3 separate regions of the Sus scrofa genome follow, and all the other regions are linked to region 2. Evidence: chromatin contacts called from public Hi-C data. All regions are on one chromosome and are shown on one strand. Each heading gives the region's core, a stretch centred on a gene start, on an enhancer-like site or on the middle of the called end of the contact. The rest is flanking DNA. Distances are from core to core; before and after follow the strand shown.

Region 1 (4,424 bases), core at 1,803-4,302, 500 kb before region 2:
ATTAAATAGGCTTTATGAGCAAGTACCAGGACGTGAAGTCTGTTTGTAACACTGTTTCTATTACAAGAGGTGTTAGAGGTTCCAAAGAGCCAACATACTCATTTTAAAAGCACGACTAGAGTTCCCTGCAGTGCAGTGAGTTAAGGATCAGGCATTGTCACTGCAGCGGCTCAGGATACTGTTGTGGCAAGGTTTTGATCTCTGGTCTGGGAACTTCTACATGCAGTGGGCACAGCCAAAATAAAATAAAATAAAATAAAAAGATAAGAGCTCCGACTGATTATCACTAGTAGTCTATGTAGCTGTCTGTACAGACTGTACTGCTGCCTCTGAAGACTAACTTCCCTTATTACAATTCTCTCTGATACCCAAGGGTATTATTAAGCTGGAGTGTGCTAACATTTATGCTAAAAGATAAACAACAGGGACACAACATTTTAAATCAACAAAAAATAAAAATTCAGGGAGTTCCCTTTGTGGCTCAGCAGTTAATGAACCCGACTAGGATCCATGAGGATGCGGGTTCAATCCCTGGCCTCACTCAGTGGGTTAAGGATCCGGTGTTGCCGTGAGCTGTGGTGTAGGTCACGGATGAGGCTTGGATCCCTCGTTGCTGTGGCTGTGGTGTAGGCCGGCAGCTGCAGCTCTGATTCAAACCCCTAGTCTGGGAACTTCCATATGCCACGGGTGTGGCCCTATAAAGCAAAAAATAAAAAAATTAAAATTAAAGTTAGAAAAAAAACACACAACCAAGATACACAATAGGAAAACAGATCAAAATGGAAAAAGACATGGAAGATTTCAAACTCTCTGAAGTCTTGGTTCTGTGCTCTTGGCGTCCTCTCTTCTAATTTGCCATTACTGTAGACACCCACCCCAAGCCCTCCCTGTAGTCCTGCATCCTCTGAAAGTGAACAGAAGAAAAGACTTCCGAGGGGCCTTGCACATTCAGAGTTCCGGGGGCTCGGAAGCCCTGCGTGTCAGGCATGACCACTCACTCCTCCATCTACCTGGTGACCCTCAACCTATCAGAGAAGAAGAAACACAGTGTGGTGGTTGTGAAAGAATTGCTATTCCTATCGATACTGATATCTAATTATTTGTTGTGTTTGGATTTGTGAACTCTACGAATACAAGTACTGGCTCTAGTATAACAACAAATGGTTTAGGTGTATGTGCAGAGCTTACTTGCTACTCTACTTTTTTTTTTTTTAAAGGCCACACCTTTGGCAGATGGAAGTTCCTGCACTAGGGATCAAATTGGAGATGAGGCTGCAGAACTACGGCACAGATTGTGACAAGGATGGATCCTTAACCCACTGAGTGAGGTGAGGGATGGAACCCAGATCCTCATGGATACTAGTTGGGTTCTTAACCCACTGAGCCACAACAGGAACTCCTAATTTTTGCTGTCCTGAAAAAATTATCTTTATCCTAAAGATGACCTAGTTTATAAGACCATCCAACATTTTCTTCCCTTTTTTTTCTTATGGCTGCACCCATGGCATATGGAAGCACCAGGGCTAGAAATCAAACCCAAGCCTCTACAGTGACCTTAGCTGCTGCAGTTGGGTTTTTTGTTTTTTTTTTTTGTCTTTTGTCCTTTGTCTTTTTAGGGCCGCACCTGTGGCATATGGAGGTTCCAAGGCTAGGGGTCAAATCCTAGCTACAGCTGCCGGCCTACACCACAGTCACAGTCATGCAGGATCCGAGCTGCGTCTGCAACCTACACCACAGCTCACAGCAACGCCAGATCCTTAACCCACTGAGCAAGGCCAGGGATTGGACCTGCATCCTCATGGATACTAGTAGGGCTCATTAACCACTGATCCACGATGGGGAACTCCTGCAGTCAGATTCTTAACCCATTGAGCCATAGCAGGAACTCTTTCAACATTTTATTCTTGATCTTCTTTCTTACTTCATTAAAGAATACAGTATTTACAAGTTAAAAAATTTTCCTTGGCTGCATCAATGGCATATTCCAGGTCCAGGGATCAAACCAGAGCTGCAGTAGTGACAATGCCAAATCCTTAACTGTTAGGCCACCAGGGAACTCCTGATCTGCTATGATAGACACTCTATATTTGAATTTACATTTAAGACCAAACATCTCTTTTGTTATCTTAAATATTACTTTGGATAATTACTGCTGTGATTTGTTCATAGGAGTCCATGTAACTTGCAGAAGAATTATGTCAGAACTTTTTTCAGTTGAATTTATTTTCTGTGCTTTATTTATATTTGGGTTTTTGAGACTTTAAAGATGATCAGCCTATGTTTATATACTTTTTTTTTTTTTTTGTCTTTTTGTCTTTTTGCCATTTCTTGGGCCGCTCCTGCAGCATATGGAGGTTCCCAGGCTAGGGGTCGAATCGGAGCTGTAGCCACCGGCCTACGCCAGAGCCACAGCAACATGGGATCCAAGCCATGTCTGCGACCTACACCACAGCTCACGGCAATGCCGGATCCTTAACCCACTGAGCAAGGGCAGGGATCGAACCCGCAACCTCATGGTTCCCAGTCGGATACGTTAACCACTGCGCCACGATGGGAACTTCTCATATGCATTTTATAAGGAACAATAATTATATCTTATGGCCTTTGTGTGACTTTCCCAGTGCCTGCACTAACACTGCAGCAAAGGGGCACTCAAAAATATTAATTGTTGGAGATTTGACTGTATGTTGGAGTCCTCTCAACGTGGTGGTTTTCTCCTCTTCTGCTGTGTAGACTGGATTTCAAAACCAGGAATCAAATTTATGTAGCTGCTCACATCTGACTTGAACAAATAAATAAAGGTCTGAATTATTGCTTCACCAGCTAACTTTAGACCTGGATCCATCTTCCCATCAGAATGTTCCCCTCTGCTTTCTCCGTTAGCCCCACCCCCATTGTGATCACTCTTTTCCTTTTATTGTTGCAAACATGTTTTCTCATACTTGTGGGCCAAGAGTCTATTAATTAGGAGCTGGTCTGGAGGCCCCTATGGGAGCTTGTTTGGACTCTACTGGCGAAATATTCTCACTCAAGCTGATTCATTATATGGCCAGGGGCCAATGGTTCAGTTTTGCTGCAGCCTTTCCGTGAAGGAGCCTGAGCCTGGGACCAAAGAGCACGGCTGGCTTTTGGCTCTGCCGAGCCTTCCTCGTGTGTTTGTAAATCTTTTGAGCTCTGCAAGTAGCCCGGCTTGTGAGATTGCTTAAGCGCAGATCTGGAAGTCAGCCACTCTCAAGATCTGATTCTTATTCCTCATCCAGACCCGAGTGTATCCATTTATAAAACAGTTGTTAATATTAGTTGCCTCCCAAGGTCCCAAATCAGGGACCTTTCCTATTGGCCGCTCTTTGGGGGCTACGCTTGTGTGGAATAACTTCTCTTTCTTCTTACAAATCTGACATTTCAAGGTCTCTCCAATCTGATTCCAACCCAGTTCTTCCTATTTTCTTTCTTTCTTTCTTTTTTTCTTTTTTTCTTTTCTTGTCTTTTTAGGGCCTCACATGCAGCATATGGAAGTTCTCAGGCTAGGGGTCTGATCATAGCTGCGGCTGCCAGCTTGCACCCCAGCCACAGCAACGTGGGATCCAAGCTGTGTGTGCTATCTACACCACAGCTTGTGGCAATGTTGGATTCTTAACTCACTGAGAGAGGCCAGGTATCGAACCTGCATCCTCAAGGATACTAGTTGAGTTCCTAACCTGCCGAGTCACAACGGGAACTCCCACTTCTTTCCAATTTCATGCTTCTATTCTTTGCTCTGTCCCAAAGGGACTTTGTACTATCTCTTGAGACTGCTCTTCTTTCTGGCTCAAAATCTTGACTCTGGGTTCTGGTCATACTCTCCAGGAAATGCCTTCTAGAACCACAGGCTGTGGGAGACAGAAGGAACCAGGAGCATCAGAAAAGTTTTGGGGAGTTTTGGCGGAATGCTCTGGGACAGTGGGGTCACCCTCAGATCTCTCACTGCTCTTTGAGGGTTTTTCTTAGCACGGTACAACAAGCCACTTTGGGATGTGCTATTACAAGCGACTCTGCATTTTCTTCTTTTGTGTATGTGTCTTATCTGCACGCCCCCATCATGCTATGACTCAAAACATTCTATGCTTATGTTTTGAAACAATGACTCCTGAAAGAAAAATATTTCCTCTCTAGAGAGGACCAGATCTTTAATGTATTAATGAAGTGAAGGTGATATTTAAAAAACCCTTTGGAATGAAGGGTGAAAGGGCCTTTAAGCAAACACTCAATAATGGAAAAATCAATGAAAATGTTCTTAGGAAAAGAAACTGGCCAATCTGTCTTTCTTTGTGAGTCTCACATTTCTTTGCTCAAGCAGCTTGTCTCCCATTTGATATTTGCAACGTCTGCCATTGGAAAATGTAACATTCAGACAGCAGAACAATGAATGACTTTTCAGCTTTGTC
Region 2 (4,451 bases), core at 717-3,216:
AAGGGCAAGTTCTGGAGGCAGGCACTGGGATGACAGAGGGGTAACTGACAAAGGGAAAAAGAGAAATCATCTTCAGAGTGGCCTTCATTACTGAGCACTTTCTACATACCAGGCCCTGTGCTGAGAACTTTATACATATTGCTCTTTTTAATTTAATTCTTACGAAAATCCTACATTATGCAGATATTATTATCCCCATTTTACAACAAGAGCAAAACTTGGAGAGGTTAAGTAACTATGTATGCTGTTGGATAAGGTAGCAGATAGCTGCATCGGCTGTTACGAATTTGAAATGGGAGTTCCAGTCATGGCACAGCGGAAATTAACCCGACTAGGAATTGTGAGATTGTGGGTTTGATCCCTGGCCTCGCTCAGTGGGTTAAGTATCCGGCGTTGCCCTGAGCTGTGGTGTAGGTCGCAGATGAGGCTCAGATCTGATGTTGTTGTGGCTGTGGCTAGGCCGGCAGCTGTAGCTCTGATTGGACCCCTAGCCTGGGAATCTGCATATGCCGCTGGGTGCAGCCCTAAAAAAAGAAGAAAAAAAAAAAAAAGAATTTGAAATGTGTGATTGGGGGAGTTTTAAATTTCATTGAAATTCAATTTTATTATATAAATTTTATAAATTCAGTATTAGTTTCAATTTAAAAACTAATACTGAATTCAGTTATTGGGAAACGTTTAAGTATGTTTGGAACAACTTGGGTTTGTGAATCAACTTCTCCAACTGCAAGTTTTATGAACTCTAAATACAAATCAAGTACTTCCAATGGAAAACTAACATCTAAATTGAGGAGTGCTGTTAGAGTAAAAATACTGGATTTCAAAGACTTACCATAACAAAAAGAATACAAAATACCTCATTCATCGTTTTTTATATTGATTCAAAGCATATTTTGGATCTATGGGGTTAAATACTATTATTTAAATTAATTTCACCTGTTTTATCTTTTTACTTTTTCTTTCGTTGGCTATTGGAAAACTAAATCCTCCAAGTGTTTCTCGCATAAAATTTCCCCTAAAACTGTCATGGGCATTTGCCTGGGAAGCAGCGTCCCAAGGACTTGGTATTTTAAAGAGCTGGGCTCCGACAGGGGTGATCGCACGCGTGCAGTCCCGCCTCAGTTGGACCGAATCTCACCCGGTGCCTACGACCAGCTGGCTTTCCTGTTTGCCTTTTTGAACTCTGTTTTCTCTGAGTCTTGAAGAGCCAGGGGCCGTGATGTCACTGTATAAACAGAGGGAAGGGTGGGGGCTAAAGCTGTGCTGGAGAGAACAGGCCAAGGAGGAGGGTGGGGGTGGGGAGGGGAGGCTTTCAAAGGTGGCTGGGTCTGGAGTGCGTGGGAGCAGCGGGAGACTGCAGAGTCGATAAGGAAACATAATGGGACTGCTAGTCACTAAACTGGGGCGGGAACGGGGACGTGGCTGCAAGAGGGGGTTTGGAAAAATATGGGACGCCTAGAGCTAATTCCCCTGATTAAAAATGCATTAGTTTGGAGGTGTCAGGGACACGCAGCTGTTTTCAAGGAAAGCCTGGCTCCAAAAGGTCCTCCTCGGCCGGGCCGCCTGGCGGCTCCATCTCGGGCTGGATGTCAGCGAGCCCCCGGCCCGCCGCCGCTTGTCCTCTCCCTGACAGGGCCCTGGCCAATGTCCTGCTGCTGAGGGTCGTGGTAATTTACATCCTCTCTGTGTACATTAACTTATCTGCAGCCGCGCTGGCTGCGCTCCTTCAGTCAGCCTGTCTCCTGTGCAGCCTGGGAGACTTCCCCCACGCCGGCCGGGGGCTGCAGGGGGAGCGGGGCGCCGAGTTCCTGCGCCCTCCGAGCAACAACAACAAACGCCTGGAGCAGGAGCCCCGCCGCCTGGTCCCGACCCGGGATTCGGAGCGCCGCGCGGGGCCTGGCGTGGGAGGCCGCGAGGGGCCAGCGCGGGCAGGGCAGAGGCCGGCGGCCCGTGGCTGGACGTGAAACACTTAGTGGCTAATTCATGACTCATGACTCATGTGCAGGCTCCTCTTCAGTGACAGCCGGGACAGTTACGGGTTATTTGTAGCCCCCCGGCTTTCATTTCGATGTAATTAGGCAGTCATTGGAGGGTCATTTCATACCAGTTATAGGTTTCCCTGTTTTAATAATGTTTTCAGTTTCAGGGGGGCAACAGGGAGTGGAAGGGGAGGTTGGGAAGGAGGCGTGGAGGGCAAGGGGGTAATCGTCTCTAAGAACGTGTGCACTTTTCATAACTCTTCCCTTGACAGGCCTAGTGTGCAGTTTGCTCAGATGCCGCCTCCGAAGCTCTGTCTCCCTGTTCCTGCTCGCAGGCCAGATCCTCTTCCAGGACATGAACGTCTGCCCTGAGAAGAGGTCTGGCCGGGTTTGAGTCAGATGTTGGATTTTCTTCTTTCCCCTCTGGCACCACACTAATCATTCTCTTTAATCACTGTAGCTTTTTAATGAGTCCAAGTAGGTATTTATGGAGCCGTCTACTTTCTAAACGTTAATGCTTGATAAGTCATTTATAACTTATCGGTGGGCTTTGCATGGGCCAAACCCAGAAGAAAGGAAGTGAGGGTAAAATAGAGTCTGGAGTTTGCTAGGAAAAACAGCGTATCTTCAGGTCCTAGATGGTACAAAGCCCTTGTGGAAACTGTTCAATCCATCAGGCATAAAGAATAAGGAACAAGTCTGTTCCAATTTGGTGAAAATTCCCTGGCTGTCATTACTGATTTTCTTCATCCCAACACTTTCTCCTTTGGCTGGTTCATGTATCTTTGGATATCATTTGAAGCTTCCATTCTAAGGCCAATTCTACAAAGTTCTGTAGAAAATCCTGGAACCATTACATTCAGAGGGTGCACAGATGCAAAATGAAAGGACTAAGAAGAAATAAAGGACAGAAACCAGATTTCCTGTCATTGCAAAAGTAGGTGCCACATGTTCCAAATTTCAGTGGATGTTAAAGTTAAAGCAGGAATATGTGCAGCAGCAGGAATGCAGTTGCCTTCAAAGAGACTAGGAGAGAAAACCCTTCTTAGGAAGGGTGGGAGAAGGAGTGGTGAGGAAGAAGGCAAGACAGGACCCCACACACTATTAAAAAAAAAAAAAGCAGCAATCCATCAACAACTTAGTATTTAATATGCATTAGGAGATTTTTAAAAAGTTTTCAGCCATAAAAAAGGGCCAAGAATTCATATATGCAATAACATGGATGAAACTTGAAAACATTAGGCTAAGTGATAGAAGCCAGTTACAAAAAAACCAACATATTGTATGATTCCATTTGTATAAAGTATCCAGAATAAGAAAATCTATAGAGACAGGAAGATTGGTTGCCGTGAAGGAAGGTGGGGTGGAGAGGGAGGAATAACAATTTAGGGGTATAATTTCTCTTTGGGGTGCTGAAAATGTTCTAGAATTGATCGTAGTTGTGGTTGAACAACTCTGAATATATTTTAAAAATCACTGAATTATAAGCTTTAAAGTGATGAATTGTATGGTATGTGAATTGTATCTCAATAAAGCTGTTACCAAAAAAAATTTTCAAAAAGCTAAATAGAAACAGGCAAAAAAAAAAAAAAAAAAAAAGCTTCAAAAAATTCTCTTGCTAAAGGACATTGTAGCCTCCCTATGACATTGAAGTCAGCAGATAATGTCCACCAAGGCAAGGACTCTGCCTCATTCACCACTTGGCCACTAGTGCCTAGAACAGTGCTGCTCATTGAAGGTACTGGATAAATATTTGCTGAAAGAGAACTTGCAAATAACCAGACTGGTCTAATTCAGATGTGTGCCACACTCACCCCACTGTCTCCTCTGTGCATCTTCTATCCAGCTTTCCAACATACTATTATTATGATGATGATAAATTACTAATATAGCTAGAAACAATAACACAAAATTTTTATCTTTTCTGTGCCAAGCACTATACATATATATTTGCCTCTAATCCTTCTAAAACCTAGCAATATAAACCCACTGAACCCGGTTCTCTCTGGCTCCCAAAGCTTTAGTCTGTGATAAACAGTGCCTCCTAAAAACACTAACCACAAAGGTAAGGAGGAGCCTTGATGAATATGCATAGATACCCTGCCAGCGTCATCAATAAAGGAAACCAATTTGGTTTCTGTTTAAACTGAAAGAAGAATCAAGAAGCATCATAAGCACTTTGCTTAATTGATGGTGGATTTTCTTACTTAAAATTATTATGAATTATATCACCAACAAACATGGAGAAAGTACTATGTACATAGCCCTGAGTGAAGCACTGGAAAGAGTTATAAAAGCGATTAACATAGGAGTTTATACTCACTCTTACTATAAAGGTCATTGTCTTAAAAAAAAAAAAAAAAAAGAGTACTCAACGCGTTTGACTAAGTCATGTACAAAAGATTTAAACTCTCACACAATCTGAAAAGTCCTGGTTTCCTGAGATTTGTTCCTAAAATTGAAACATTTTTA
Region 3 (4,605 bases), core at 193-2,692, 440 kb before region 2:
TGGACTTCCTGCAGCCATTCTTCCATAGCTGCTCCTCATCCTGCCTGCCCCCGTGGGGCTCTTGGGTGACAGTCACCGTGTCCCATTTATCTCTCCATCTTCATCTGTAACGCAGGGTGAGTATTTCACAGATATTTGTGCAAGAAGTGATGTTAACTGGACGTTCAAGTCTGGAGCAATGAAACAAAGCCAAACCATATCTTCCATTTCAATCACCTAGTAAGAAGCAGTCACTGAGTCCTCCTTTGGGGGGTGGGGGGTGCAGCCTCTGTTCTCAAAGGGTGTCCAATTAACAAATAGGACACATGGAGTTGAGTCAGTCAGTCCAAATGTGCTCACCAGTGGCCTTGTGATGGGGACTAAACCCTCATCTTTGCCGGAAGGGCACTGGGAGAAAGTCAATGAACTCAAAGTCATCTTGGGTATTGTTGTTGCCTCAGGTAATGTCCAGCTGGTGCAAGGAAATGTGTAGGTGAGAAGTAATGGTTGGTGCAGTCATTCTTGGTTTAACCACACACTCATGTATAAACTTTCAGCATATGTCAAAGAATGTCTCTCCTTGTTTTCCAATCAAATCGCTTGGTGTCTCAGATGCTCTTTTCCAAATTCTTCTATTGGTCATGAAGACACCGTCTTGTCTCCTCCTATGAATAATCTTCAAGAAATTGTCTGGGAGTTCTCATCGTGGCACAGTGGTTAATGAATCTGACTAGGAACCATGAGGTTGCAGGTTCGATCCCTGGCCTTGCTCAGTGGGTTAAGGATCCGGCTGTGAGCTGTGGTGTAGGTCGCAGATGCGGCTCAGATCCTGCGTTGCTGTGGCTCTGACATAGGCCGGTGGCTACGGCTCCAATTAGACCCCTAGCCTGGGAACCTCCATATGCCACAGGAGTGGCCCTAGAAAAGGCAAAAAGACCAAAAAAAAAAAAAAAAAAAATGTCTGGACAAGAGTTTATGTTGTCCTGGAGAAACTACTCTTTACAAGAGATATGTTGTGTGACACCAGCAGCCAGGCTCACACAGCAAGTCTGGAGCCCCAAAGTATAATGTTTTCCCTAAGAAAATAAATAATGGGTGTAAAATATGTTTTAGAAAATGCACCCCACTGCCCCTGCAAAATATGACTGGGCAGAGAGCAACGTCTGTCCTTGCCCTCCGGCTCTCAAGGAGGGAGAATCAGGCCAGGGGAGGGGGGAGGCTTGGCTTTATTTGCTCAACATCCAAGGCCAGACTGTGCTCATGACGGTCCCAAATGCGGCCGTGAATAGCAAGTGTATCACAAGGGTTCTCAAATATGAAAGTGGGGTTGGAACAAAGAGCAGGCACCAGACAGACTTCCTCTGTTAAAGATTATCCAATGTGTCACCTGGGTGCCAACATTCCCATAAACCCCAGCAGCTCTATCTCACCGAGGGTAACTGAATGGCTTTGAAACCCTGCCCAGGACCTAGTAGCATTCCATCAAACGACCTCATCCCAGGGGAATGAACTTTATCTCTAAGACTGTAAGTGTGTTTATTTGAAAGATGATTTACCACGCTCAACAATGACCATTTCCTAAATTAAACCTGATCATTTGTTGTAATTATACATTTCACAATTTCATCAGGAGAAATATATGAACTCAGGGTAAATCTCTCTGGATTGGCTTTTTTTTTTTTGGTCTTTTTAGGGCCACACCCATGGCATATGGAGGTTCCCAGGCTAGGGTTGAATCAGAGCTGCATCTGCTGGCCTACACCCCAGCCACAGCAATGTGGGATCCAAGCCACTTCTGTGACCTACACCACAGCTCATGGCAACACTGGATCCTTAACCCACTGAGCGAGGCTAGGGGTTGAACCCACATCCTCACAGATATACTCAGGTTTGTTACCACTAAGCCATGACAGGAACTCCTGGGTTGGCTTTTTAAATGAGTCTTCAGACTGATTCCCAGTTCAGGAGCACAGAGAGGAAGGAAGAAACCAGAACCAATTCCCTGGTCAGAAAGGCAAGTTAGAAGAACCTTCCTCCCAACCTCAGCCTCATCTTCCTCCTTCCAGATCCTAATTCCTTGTCTCTCTGTCTCTCTCTCCTTTTTTTTTTTTTTAGAAAATTGAGGCTGTCAAGGTCCATGATTTATGAGAACACTTGTCTCCATTTTTCCTTTGCTTAAACACGTAGAAGAAGCCAGTCACTGGTAGTGACTGCACCGAAATCTCAGGAGGGCCAGACCCCTCACCAGTCACTCTCTTGTCCCTTGAGTGGTAACTCCAGTGGTTTCCAACCAGAAAGTCTGCTTCTGGGAAGAGAATGACCCACAATTCTTGCTGAATTTTGTTCCCTTTGCTCCACTTGCTGTAAGGTTCTTACAATCCCATGAAAGGATCTGGACTAAACCACGAATACCATTAGAGAGTAAATATAAGACAGTAGAATTCCAAATGAGAGTGGAGACTTGATGGATGTGGACGTGCGCTGAAAGGCTTTGTGGAGAGAGTTGATCCTTGAGCTCGGCCTTCGAGAGTAAGTAGGGCTGGGGGAGTTCCTGTCATGGCTCAGTGGTTAATGTGCCCGACTAGTATCCATGAGGATGCTGGTTCGATCCCTGGTCTTGCTCAGTGGGTTAAGGATCTGGTGCTGCTGTAGCTGTGGTGTAGGCCAGCAGCTGCAGCTCTGATTTGATCCCTAGCCTGGGAAATTCCGTATGCTGTGGATGCAGCCCTAATAAAGACAAAAAAACCAAAACCAACTAACCAACCAAACATGAGTGAGTAGGGTTTAGACGAGCGAGGAGGGGTGTTCTAGATGAGGGCAATGGCACACCATCCGTAGATGGCAGGCACATATAGCTCCATTGTGACACTTTGTAGAAACATGGCAGAGTTGGGTGCTTTCAAAAGTAAAACTGAGGCGTCCCATCATGGCTCAGCAGAAATGAATCTGACTAGCATCCATGAGGATGTAGGTTCAATCCCTGGCCTCACTCTGTGCCTAAAGGATCCAGCATTGCTGCGGCTGTGATGTAGGCTGGCAGCTGCAGCTCTGATTCCACCCCTAGCCTGGGAACCTCCATATACTGCAGGTGTGGCCCTAAAAAAAAAAAAAGTAAGGAAAACTGAAATGCTGTACTTTTGGAATTGGGCATCGGGTCTTGGTTAAGAGCTGGATTGGTGAACCATGGAGGCTCTTTCCAGCTCTAAAATACATGGTACCTTCCAGACATATAGATGCGAGTGGGCACTGAATGTCCAATGGACATCATGCTGACCTGAGGTCACTTACTTTTCTTTAATTGAGGTCACTTATTACAGATGGCAGCGAGGACCGAAGGGTCAGACGCAGCCAGGAAAAGATGCTGGCTCTACTCTTACAAGCTTGGGTTCGTGACTTAACACCCTTTATAAAATGGGAATAATGATGCCCTCTTTCCAGAGTTAATCTGCAGGAAAATATGAGGTAATGCATACAATGCCAGGGGCTCCATAAATGCTAGTTTCCTTTTCTCCTTCCTGTTTCGCTCTTCTGATGGGGTCTCTCTCCTCTTGTCTTTTATTTTGCCTGGCTGGAACTTCCTCTCTCTCCTCCCCCACCCACCCCACATTGTCCCTGGGCTCCGTTTGAAGGGCCCAAGTGTGTGTACGGAAAGATTAAGCTGTCCTTCTTATAAAGGAGAGACGTATTCAAAATGGGGCACATCAAAAGTGAACGTAGGTGACAAATGTTTATATTTGGAAAGTGCTTCTGCTTTGATCCTGGCTTCTATTTTTTGAGAGCTTGACAAATGTGCCCTCTGGGCCTTGGCTTCAAACCCCCTCCGTCAGCAGAGCACTTTAGAGGAGGAGGAACTCATTTGATCCTGCACTTGCTGTTCCTCCTGGGCCAGGAGAGCTGCATCGGGAGAAGAGGCCTCTTCTTGTCTCTGCAGCGCAGCGCCCTGCCTGGCATGGCCGAGGGCCGCCTGCTCCCCTCAGGCCTGGCTCCCAGGGCTGCAAAGCCAGGGGCGGTGGAGGCGACCCCAGCTTCCTGTTCCAGAAACTCTGGAGTGGACCTGCCCTCATGAATGGGTTCCCGACTCTTCTGCTTCCCTCCTCTGTTAGGTCACCCGAACCTCTGCTGGACAACCTCTGACCCATCACTGGGGGAGGTGCCAGAGGTGACTCCCCAAGGGGAAATTCCTCAGGGGCAGCCTGAGGGGCGCTGGAATTCAGGGGAGAGTCTCCATTGGAACCCGAGTTCCATGACTTTTGGGTGTTCTTGTTGCGGCTCAGTAGGTTCAGAGCCCATCTAGGATCCATGAGGATGTGGGTTTGATCCCTGGCCTCACTCAGTGGGGTAAGGATCCGGCGTTGATGTGAACTGTGGTGTAGCTCACAGACATAGCTCAGATCTGGTGTTACTGTGGCTGTGCTGTACGCTGGTGGCTGCCGCTCCTATTCAACCCCTAGACTGTAACCTCCATATACTGCAGGTACAGCCCTAAAAAGAAAAGAAAAGAAAGAAAAAAGGACTGACTTTGCCAGGGTTTTTTAGACGTTTTACAAGAAAGTCTTGTGTGTATGTGGTTTTTGTTTGTTTGTTTGTTTGTTTTTTGGCCACCCCCAGGCACATGGATTTCCAGGC

What was found. A called contact is a pair of places that touch in the nucleus more often than the background predicts.
Region 1: a Hi-C map of liver shows a contact between it and region 2, with 1.8 times the contacts expected there. The contact joins two enhancer-like sites. A contact is called at or near these places in 2 of 47 Hi-C or Micro-C datasets (embryonic fibroblasts and liver).
Region 3: a Hi-C map of fetal heart ventricle shows a contact between it and region 2, with 2.5 times the contacts expected there. The contact joins two enhancer-like sites. A contact is called at or near these places in 2 of 47 Hi-C or Micro-C datasets (fetal heart ventricle and heart right ventricle).

The regions. Positions count from the first base shown.
Region 1 is chr6:107,149,524-107,153,947 of Sscrofa11.1, forward strand. No RefSeq gene overlaps it. Among named protein-coding and RNA genes, the nearest start is that of GATA6, 130 kb to the right of the region's middle. Within about 2 kb of position 3,053, at least 11 of the 83 cell types and tissues checked have an H3K27ac peak or open chromatin away from gene starts, as enhancers often do. A contact at or near this core is called in liver, where this site is marked.
Region 2 is chr6:107,655,490-107,659,940 of Sscrofa11.1, forward strand. All of the region lies in intron 3 of LOC106510680 (a long non-coding RNA gene), which reads right to left. Among named protein-coding and RNA genes, the nearest start is that of RBBP8, 270 kb to the right of the region's middle. Within about 2 kb of position 1,967, at least 35 of the 83 cell types and tissues checked have an H3K27ac peak or open chromatin away from gene starts, as enhancers often do. A contact at or near this core is called in liver, where this site is marked.
Region 3 is chr6:107,214,374-107,218,978 of Sscrofa11.1, forward strand. All of the region lies in intron 3 of LOC102162217 (a long non-coding RNA gene), which reads left to right. Among named protein-coding and RNA genes, the nearest start is that of GATA6, 68 kb to the right of the region's middle. Within about 2 kb of position 1,443, at least 14 of the 83 cell types and tissues checked have an H3K27ac peak or open chromatin away from gene starts, as enhancers often do.